3 separate regions of the Sus scrofa genome follow, and all the other regions are linked to region 3. The links are chromatin contacts, called in public Hi-C and promoter capture Hi-C maps. All regions are on one chromosome and are shown on one strand. Each heading gives the region's core, a stretch centred on a gene start, on an enhancer-like site or on the middle of the called end of the contact. The rest is flanking DNA. Distances are from core to core; before and after follow the strand shown. Region 1 has its middle 26 kb from the start of TMBIM6. Region 2 holds the start of FMNL3 (formin-like protein 3). Region 3 holds the start of DNAJC22 (dnaJ homolog subfamily C member 22).

Region 1 (2,700 bases), core at 17-2,516, 380 kb after region 3:
TAATTTTTTGTTTTATTTATTTATGTATTTATCTTTTTTTAGGGCCTCACCTGCGGCACATGGAAATTCCCAGGCTAGGGGTCAAATCGGAACTGCAGCTGCAGGCCTTCACCACAGCCACAGGGATGGAGGATCCTTACCAACTGAGTGAGGCCAGGGATTGAACTTGCATCTCATGGATACCAGTCTGGCTCTTAACCAGCTGAGCCACAGTGGGAACGACCCCACTCCCTTTTTTTGGTACACCCATGGCATGTGGAAATTCCCAGGCCTGCTATCGAACCCATACCCATACCACAGCAGTGACCTGAGCCTCTGCAATGACAACACTGGATGATTAACCCGCTGTGCCACAAGTGAACTCCACTGCAGGTCTTAGTTTTTTTTTTTTTTTTTTTTTGTCTTTTTTTTTGTCTTTTTTTTTGCTATTTCTTGGGCCGCTCCCGCGGCATATGGAGGTTCCCAGGCTAGGGGTCGAATCGGAGCCGTGGCCACCGGCCTACACCAGAGCCACAGCAATGCAGGATCCGAGCCGCGTCTGCAACCTACACCACAGCTCACAGCAACGCCGGATCGTTAACCCACTGAGCAAGGGCAGGGACCAAACCCGCAACCTCATGGTTCCTAGTCGGATTCGTTAACTACTGCGCCACTACGGGAACTCCAGGTCTTAGTTTTGATACCACCTCTTCTAGGAATCCTCTGAGCCCTCCAAACTGGGTGAGAGCCCCTTCCGGGGGCCCCCATGGCATTGGGGCACCCGCCATCATAGCACTGCCCACGTTCTCCTATGACAGATCACCCGGTGACTGGCATCACCCAGTAGAACTGTGAGACCCAAGGGCTGGGACATGCCCCGTTCGTCTCCGGTCCCTGATCTAGCTTGAAGCTTCACACCTGCTAGGTGCCCAATGAATGTTTGTTGTATAAACAAGTATGGGTGGATGAGAATGAAGGAATGAGGAGGAGGCATGGCGTGGGGAGGAAGGGCCTCTGCCAAGGGTCCTGATTTCAGAAGGGGCAGGGAGAGGCAAACCAGGCCCAGAGCCCCTTCTGCTCCCTTGCCAACGCTACCTACCTTATTGCGGGAAAAGTGGCCACCACGAGGCCCGGCTGGGGGCCCGACTGGCAGGGGAGGTTCCAGGGGTAACAGACTCCGACAGAAAAGAGTTTATATCGGTCCAAGTCCACGTTCACGTTCTCTGTGCAATGTGTGGGGTGGGTGTGGGGAAAGAGTAGCCGGGATTCCGTGTGTTGGTCAGTAACGGTGAAAGCAGGGCACCCTGCATCTCCTACTCTCGCCACAGGGTGGCAGTTCACGCCTGCAAACCTCTCACGTGGGCGCTGCCGCCATTGCGCCACCTGGTGGCCATACATTTTCCAATTGTTCCGTAGGAAATGATTTTTTAAGTATGAAGAATCGCAAAAGAACACATGCAGCAAACATAAATTTGCGGCATTTTTAGTACTATTATTTATTGTCTTCGTGGTTAACTATTATTTTCCCCATTTTTAAAGTTTTATTGAAGCATAGTTGATTTAAAATTTGCAGCTTTTAGCATCAACAGTCTAAAGTCTTTTTCCTGGAGGCTGAGAATCTCATCACTTTAGCTGGTTTTCTGGGGTTTTTCCTTTCTCCCTCATCTGAGTTATAGTTCTCTGTCTTCATTTTTAGAGCTTTTTGGTGTGGTAACCTTTTTACAGATAGTCATTACTCATTATTACCTTACACCAGCCAGAATGGCCATCATCAAAAAGTCTACAAACAATAAGGACTGGAGAGGGTGTGGAGAAAAAGGAATCCTATTACACTGTTGGTGGGATTGTAAATTGGTGCAACCACTGTGGAAAACAGTATGGAGATTCCTCAGAAAGCTAAACATAGAACTACCACTTGATCCAGCAATCCCACCCTAGGCATCTATCCAGAGAAAACCACAACTTGCAAAGGCACATGTACTCTGATGTTCATTGCAGCACTATTTACAATAGCCAAGACTTGGAAACAACAACCTAAATATCCATCGACAGAGGAGTGGATCAGGATGTGGTACATATACACACTGGAATATTACTCAGCCATTAAAATGAATGAAATGCCAGCATTTTTAGCAACATGGATGGACCTAGAAATTATCATACCAAGTGAAGTCAGCCATACAATGAGACACCAACATCAAATGCTTTCACTGACATGTGGAATCTGAAAAAAGGACACAAGGAACTTCTTTGCAGAACCGATGCTGACTCACAGACATTGAAAAACTTATGGTCTCCAGAGGAGATAGTTTGGGGGGTGGGGAAATGTGCTTGGGTTATGGGATAGAAATCCTGTGAATGATCATTATACAACTACAGATGTGATAAATTCATTTGAGTAATAAAAAAAAAAAGAAAAAAAAGTATCAAGGGACAGTTCTCCAAATAAAGTGTGACTATGGGCAATCAAAAATTATAGCTGTTCACCATAACGTTCAAGTTAGCTCTAGCTTGAAAATTAGGCAAATTAGAGAGACAAAAAAATAGCTGACATTGGATAACTTAGAAAATCAGAACTAGCTTTAGGAGACTTTGGCCATGTAATGTATGTCTTCTCGATTATGATAAATGTCTAAATAAAAAGTGAAAATTTAGTTAGAGTTGTAGCCTCTCTTACTTCTGTTGGCCGCCCCCCTTGTGGCTGATGTACGTATGGCTGGG
Region 2 (2,700 bases), core at 1-2,500, 320 kb after region 3:
GACATCAATGTCCAATTCCCACACCAAAGAATCCCAAAGTCAGCTCTAAAAACTCATCCATACAGATCACTTAGGAACCTACAGAAAGACTAAAAAAAGTACAGCCCCAAAAACCAAACCCAGTCGCTAGGGCTTAACATAAAAAGTGGGGAGGCGGGGGAGGCAGGATGGTTCGTGTATTGTTTCAATTGGAAAAATACACTAGTGAAATGGCTTATCCACATGTTCAGGCCTTTTAGGCAAACCCACTGTAACTTTGCAGGATGCCTGCAGGCCGTTCTGAAAATAAGAGGAATGGCAGCACTCTTTATTCCACCCTCTTCAAGAGCTGCCAGCTCCCCTCCATTCCCTACCCACCCCCCTCTCCCCCAAACATCTGGTCCCGGCTGGGAGTAGGACCCACTCCCTGGAAAGTCTCCATGTTAACATCAGAGGTGGTCTCCCCAGTCAGAGAACGCAGACTTAGGCTGAGGAGTGGGCCGGCCCTGCGCTTCTGAATTCCCCCCGCACCAGCCAGAGGCTTAGGAGTGAGAATTCTAAGGACCTGGGGAGACTGTCAGGGAAGTGGGGCGGGGGGGGGGGGGAGCGAGAAGGGCGGCAGAAGGGGGAGGGGCGAGGAAGAAGTCTGGGTCCCGGGGCGGTCCCGGGCTGGGGACCCCTCCTCTTAAGCGTCCAGCGGTTGAGGCGGTCGGTCGGGAGGTCCCTGATGGGGCTGCTCAGAGGTTCCCGGGAAGGCGCTGGGGGCCGAGGTCTGTCCAAGGCCCTGACTGAAGAGGTGGACCGGACCAAGGGACTCGGGCAAAGTCCCACCTGAGGCGCTGGGACCTGGGGGGGGGGGGGCGGTAGGAGGGGGAAGGGACTAGGCTCGGCTCTTACCAGCACCAAGGCGAACCTCTCCTCCAGCTCACAGGGCTCAGGCATCGGCATCTTGCCGGTCGGCGGCAGCAGCGAGACAGAGGGCGGCTCGCCCGGGCTCCCCTCGGTGCTCTCCAGGTTGCCCATCGCTGCGGGGCCCCCTCGGGGGCCTCAGCCCCCCACCTCCAAGCCCGGGGGTCTTGGGCTGGGCCTGTCGGACTCGGCTCCTCCCTCAGGGCCGGCTACCCTAGTCCCGACTCCTCGGCCGGGTCGGGGGCTGAGGGGCTCCTTAGGGTCCGGCAAGACCCGGAGCGGACAGCGGCACCGAAGCGACCGGCTCCAGCTAAAACCCGCCGCCTCGCCGCTCTCAGCGCGCCGCCCCGGCGCTGCCCCTCCCCGCCCCCCGCGCTCTTTCCCTTCCCCCCCTACTTCGCTTCCTCCCACCCACTCCCGGCCGGGACTCCGGCTTCCCCCCGAGCGCCGACTGCAGCCGCGCGCCCCATTCATGCAGGCCCCGCCTCTCGCCCACGGGCCTCCCGGGCAGCCCGCCTCGCCCCGCCCCCTCCTGAGTCCGATTGACGGCCTCAACTGCCAATCACAGTGCCTCCAGCACCGCGGTGGCCTCGCGCCTGGCGCTTGGCGCGCCCTGGCGGCCCTGGTGCGTATCTAATCATCGCAGTTGCTGAGGGCGTGAGGTGTTGGGTTGGTCCCTGGGAAACGGCCCTTTACCATAATAGCTCATAATATATACAAATAAATAAGATACAGGGCACCGAGTGAACAGATAACTGCAAGAGAAGTAGAAACGTCTAGGATACTCAGAAGTGGGAGAGAGACCACACCTGTTAGAGTCACGGTAAGAGGGAGAATTTGAATCGGGCATTTAGGAATGGGGACTACCTTAACTGCCTGAGACAGGTGAAAAGGATTTAGGAGAGGACCTTACCGACGTTCAAACGTTGATCTGCTTGAATGTGAAAATGGTGAGGCAGGAGAAGGATGCTGCTCTGGGCTAGGTCTATTGGGAGGGTCGTCATTTATGATGTGATGGCCTTCTGTTGTTTCTGCCACCCTGCATACCTCTTCCTCAAGCGATAACATCCCGTCTCCTTTTAGGGAACTACGTTCGCCTGTCCTCAGTCCATGTAGAGCTGAACTTCACCTCCATTCCAGGAGGTCCCATGACCCAGGCCTGGCGAATCAAAGCATTTTCTTCCTCTACCTTTGGAGACTGTTTTAGGAATTGACAGTTGACTTAAGCCAGAATATAAAACTCATTTCTAAGGCTTTCACTGGAATAATCAAGAAAGAGACATTCTCTTGGAGTTCCCATCGTGACTCAGTGGAAACAAATCTGGCTAGCATCCATGAGGACGCAGGTTCGATCCTTGGACTTGCCCTGTAGATTAAGGATCTGGTGTTGCCTTGAGCTGTGGTATAGGTTGAAGAGGTGGTTCAGATCTGGCGTTGCTGTGGCTGTTGTTTAGGCCAGCAGCTGTAGCTCTGATTCAATCTCTAGCCTGGGAACCTCGATGTGCCTCAGGTGTGGCCCTAAAAAGACTTAAAAAAAAAAAAGAGGCAATCTCTTCCCATACCATCACCCATAACACTTCAAGCTTGCTTGAGAATGAAGCCAATGCAGAGGAAAGCAAATGCTAAGGAGTTCCCTTGTGATGCAGTGGATTAAGGATCTGGCACTGTCACTGCAGTGACTGGGGTCATTGTTATGGTGCAGGTTCAGTCCCTGGCCCAGGAACTTCCACATGCTGCAAGTGTGGTCAAAAGGAAAACAGAACAACACCATACCAAGAACCTGAATCCAATTATGCCTGAAGTTATCACCTT
Region 3 (2,700 bases), core at 81-2,580:
CCTCTCGGTAACGGCTCTTCTCCCGCCCCTGCCCCGCCGCAGCCCCCTCCCCGGGGCGCCTTTTCCTCTCTCACTTCTCCCTCTCTCCTCCGCCCCCCCACTTGTTTCTCCATCTTTTTCTCGCGCTCAATCGCCCTTGGGGCCCTGGCTCGCACCTCACAACGCGCTTCTCTACCACCCGTGTCCAGGCTTCCTGAGATCGAGCCCTTAGCCCCCTTCCCGGCCCCCACTCGCTGGGAGGCCGGAGCAGCCCAGCACCCAGGGGTTCTTCTAGCGGCTCGCGGCAGCCCCGGGGCCCAGGCGGCCTGCCCTCTTCCCTCCCCCTCCCGCCGCTGCCTCTCCAACCCCTCTCCCTGCGCCCAGAGCTAGTTTGTTTGTCCAGCGGCGGCTGCTGCCGCGCGAGCTGTTTGCCGAGCTTAGCGCGCCGCCGCGCACTGGCGGCCCAATTAAGTCTCATTCATTATTCAACGCCCCTTCGGCCCCCGCCCCCCAGCTGGCGGCTCCGGCGTCGTTCCGGGGTCCCTCACAGCCCTGGCCCCTCAGTGAGCCCTAGGGGGCAATATGCGAAGCCGCATTCCCTCCCCAGGCCGGGATAAAGACTGAGGGGGCTGGGAATGTGGAGGGAACAGAAACTGTCTGTCGACTGCAGGGAGGCCTTCCAAACCCACTCTACCCCCAGGTCAAATCTGGGGGACCTGGGAGATCCCCGCGTTTCCTTTACAGAGGAGGAAACAGGCCCAACAAATAGCAAGACTTGGCCAAGGTCACCTAGCAGGACTGGAGACCACGACACTGAAATGAAGGCACTTGCGTCCCCCTTCCATCTCAGCATCGAGGCAGGAGGACGCAGGCTGTTCTGGTGGGGAGACCGTCATTCCCACCCCTTTTTCTCCCGGAACTCCCTTTCGCCAAAGTCAGGGAAATACAGAGGATTTGGTGTTCCTGAGGGATGGGGAGGCTCCTCGGGTCTCAGGTTCAGATCTAAATGTAGCGCCCCCGACTGACAGGCCTGGAGGCAGGGCAGGGAGGCTAATTCCACCGGACAGTCCGTCTCTACAGACAGCCTTAGAGGAATTGGAAGTGGAGCCATCCAAGGCACCGGGGCAGTGGAGTACGGAGAAGGGAGTGTAGCCTGAGGTGAGGGAGGAGTCACATACCTATTGGTGGGAGTGAATGAGAGCGATCAAGCGCTGGTCTGTGCGTTTATAATGGCCCAACCGGGGCTTCCTTGCTGGGGCAGTTGGGCCAAGGTGAGCCTGGAGACCCGCCCGTCACGGTCAGCGCGCAAGCGGCAGCGCCACCTGGTGGTTGTGGTGTCGCGGTGCAGGTGCACTCGGCCTGGAGTGGGCGCCATGCAAGCCAGGTTGAGCTTGGGGAGGCTGAATACGCAGCGGAAAACCTTAGACGAGCCCTACCTTGAAAGGTGATCCCTACCCGGGCCGGGAGGGCCTTGGGGAGGGGCCTGGCCAGGACGGCCCGACTTCCGTGACACGGCAAACACAGAAAGACAAAGTCCATTTGGATGGAATCGGAGCGGAGAGAGAGGGGCCATTTTGACTCTGGGGTCAAAGGGAATGACCGATCTACTGGGGTCCGGGAGCGGAGGCACCCAGGTATGGCTGCTCACCCTGGGACCAGCAGGTGGTGGCTCGTGGGCGTGCCCCCATTCTGTGTAGAGGAGAGACACTGGCAGGCACACTTTGGCATCTGGTTTGATATTCTGGGGGTTCGTCTGGTCGCTGCGGCTTCTGAGAGACTCAGGTCTGTTCTGGAAGGAGGTGGACGAATTGTAGGGTGCCAGGGTCTAAGGTCAAAATGTAGTTTTCCAGAGCTGGAGGGAATTCAGAACCTCTTGCAACTTTGGCTTGTGGGAAGATTTCCTCTTCTGGAGAGATGGGAGACTGGAAAGGGGCTAAAACCTCTGCCAACTGAAGGCAGCCCTCTCAAGAGTGGAGAAGCCTGCGGCGAAGGGTGTGTAGCAGGGGACTTTAAAAATGTGTAGGAACTGAAGATCAGTGGGTTAAAGGATCAGTCTGTGGTGTAGGTTGGCAGCTGTAGCCCTTTTATTTTTTTGGTCTTTTTAGGGCCGCACCTGTGGCACATGGAGGTTCCATGGCAGCTGTAGCTCTGATTTGACCCCTAGCCTGGGAACTTGCATATGCTGAGGTGTGGCCCTAAAAATAAAACGTGTAGGAACTTTCGAAGGACATTGTATTCACTCCTATTCACTCCGCCCCCCAACCCATGTGTCTTTCCAGGAGGTCAGTGGTCTGAGGAGAGGTCTGAAAGTTAAACTTCTGCTTTTTTTGTCCATGTACTGAGTTCTTGGTTACTCAGCTGAAAGCATTTAAAACATTCCTCCCCCTTAAATTTGGAGTCACTGTGGTTGTGAAAAGCAGAGATGAGGTTCTAGACGGAGGGTATGGGAGAACCACAATTTCAGGGACATTCAGGAAGATTAGTATTGGAAGGAAAAATGGTTACTCTGTTGGGACCTGGATATAATCTTATGACCGCTTTTTTCCATGACTTAAGGTCCAAGGATAACTTTGGGGCCATGACTGCCATGATTCTCACAGTGGATCCCGGATTTCTGCATTCCAAGCAATGGCAGGTGCCACTGGACTTGTTCTGAGAACTTTTTCCTAAAGGATGGCCAAGGGGCTCCTGATGACCTATGCCCTTTGGGCTATAGGGGGC

Evidence for each region. Promoter capture Hi-C pulls out the DNA fragments that hold promoters and counts their contacts. Hi-C and Micro-C count contacts between places; a contact is called where the count stands out from the background.
Region 1: a contact with region 3 is called in a Hi-C map of liver, with 7 times the contacts expected there. The contact joins the enhancer-like site here to the promoter of DNAJC22 in region 3. A contact is called at or near these places in 1 of 5 promoter capture datasets (fetal liver) and 3 of 47 Hi-C or Micro-C datasets (embryonic fibroblasts, liver and undifferentiated spermatogonia).
Region 2: a contact with region 3 is called in a promoter capture Hi-C map of fetal liver, with 2.5 times the contacts expected there. The contact joins the promoter of FMNL3 here to the promoter of DNAJC22 in region 3. A contact is called at or near these places in 1 of 5 promoter capture datasets (fetal liver) and 2 of 47 Hi-C or Micro-C datasets (embryonic fibroblasts and mesenteric adipose tissue).

The regions. Positions count from the first base shown.
Region 1 is chr5:15,698,270-15,700,969 of Sscrofa11.1, forward strand. No RefSeq gene overlaps it. Among named protein-coding and RNA genes, the nearest start is that of TMBIM6, 26 kb to the left of the region's middle. Within about 2 kb of position 1,267, at least 15 of the 83 cell types and tissues checked have an H3K27ac peak or open chromatin away from gene starts, as enhancers often do. A contact at or near this core is called in fetal liver and liver, where this site is marked.
Region 2 is chr5:15,644,799-15,647,498 of Sscrofa11.1, forward strand. FMNL3 (formin-like protein 3) reads right to left here and starts at 1,251. Exons shown (of 25, transcript XM_021091615.1): 1 at 877-1,251. The coding sequence starts at 1,002.
Region 3 is chr5:15,321,159-15,323,858 of Sscrofa11.1, forward strand. It overlaps DNAJC22 (dnaJ homolog subfamily C member 22), which reads left to right and starts at 1,331. Exons shown (of 4, transcript XM_005655559.3): 1 at 1,331-1,761; 2 at 2,536-2,700. The coding sequence starts at 2,653.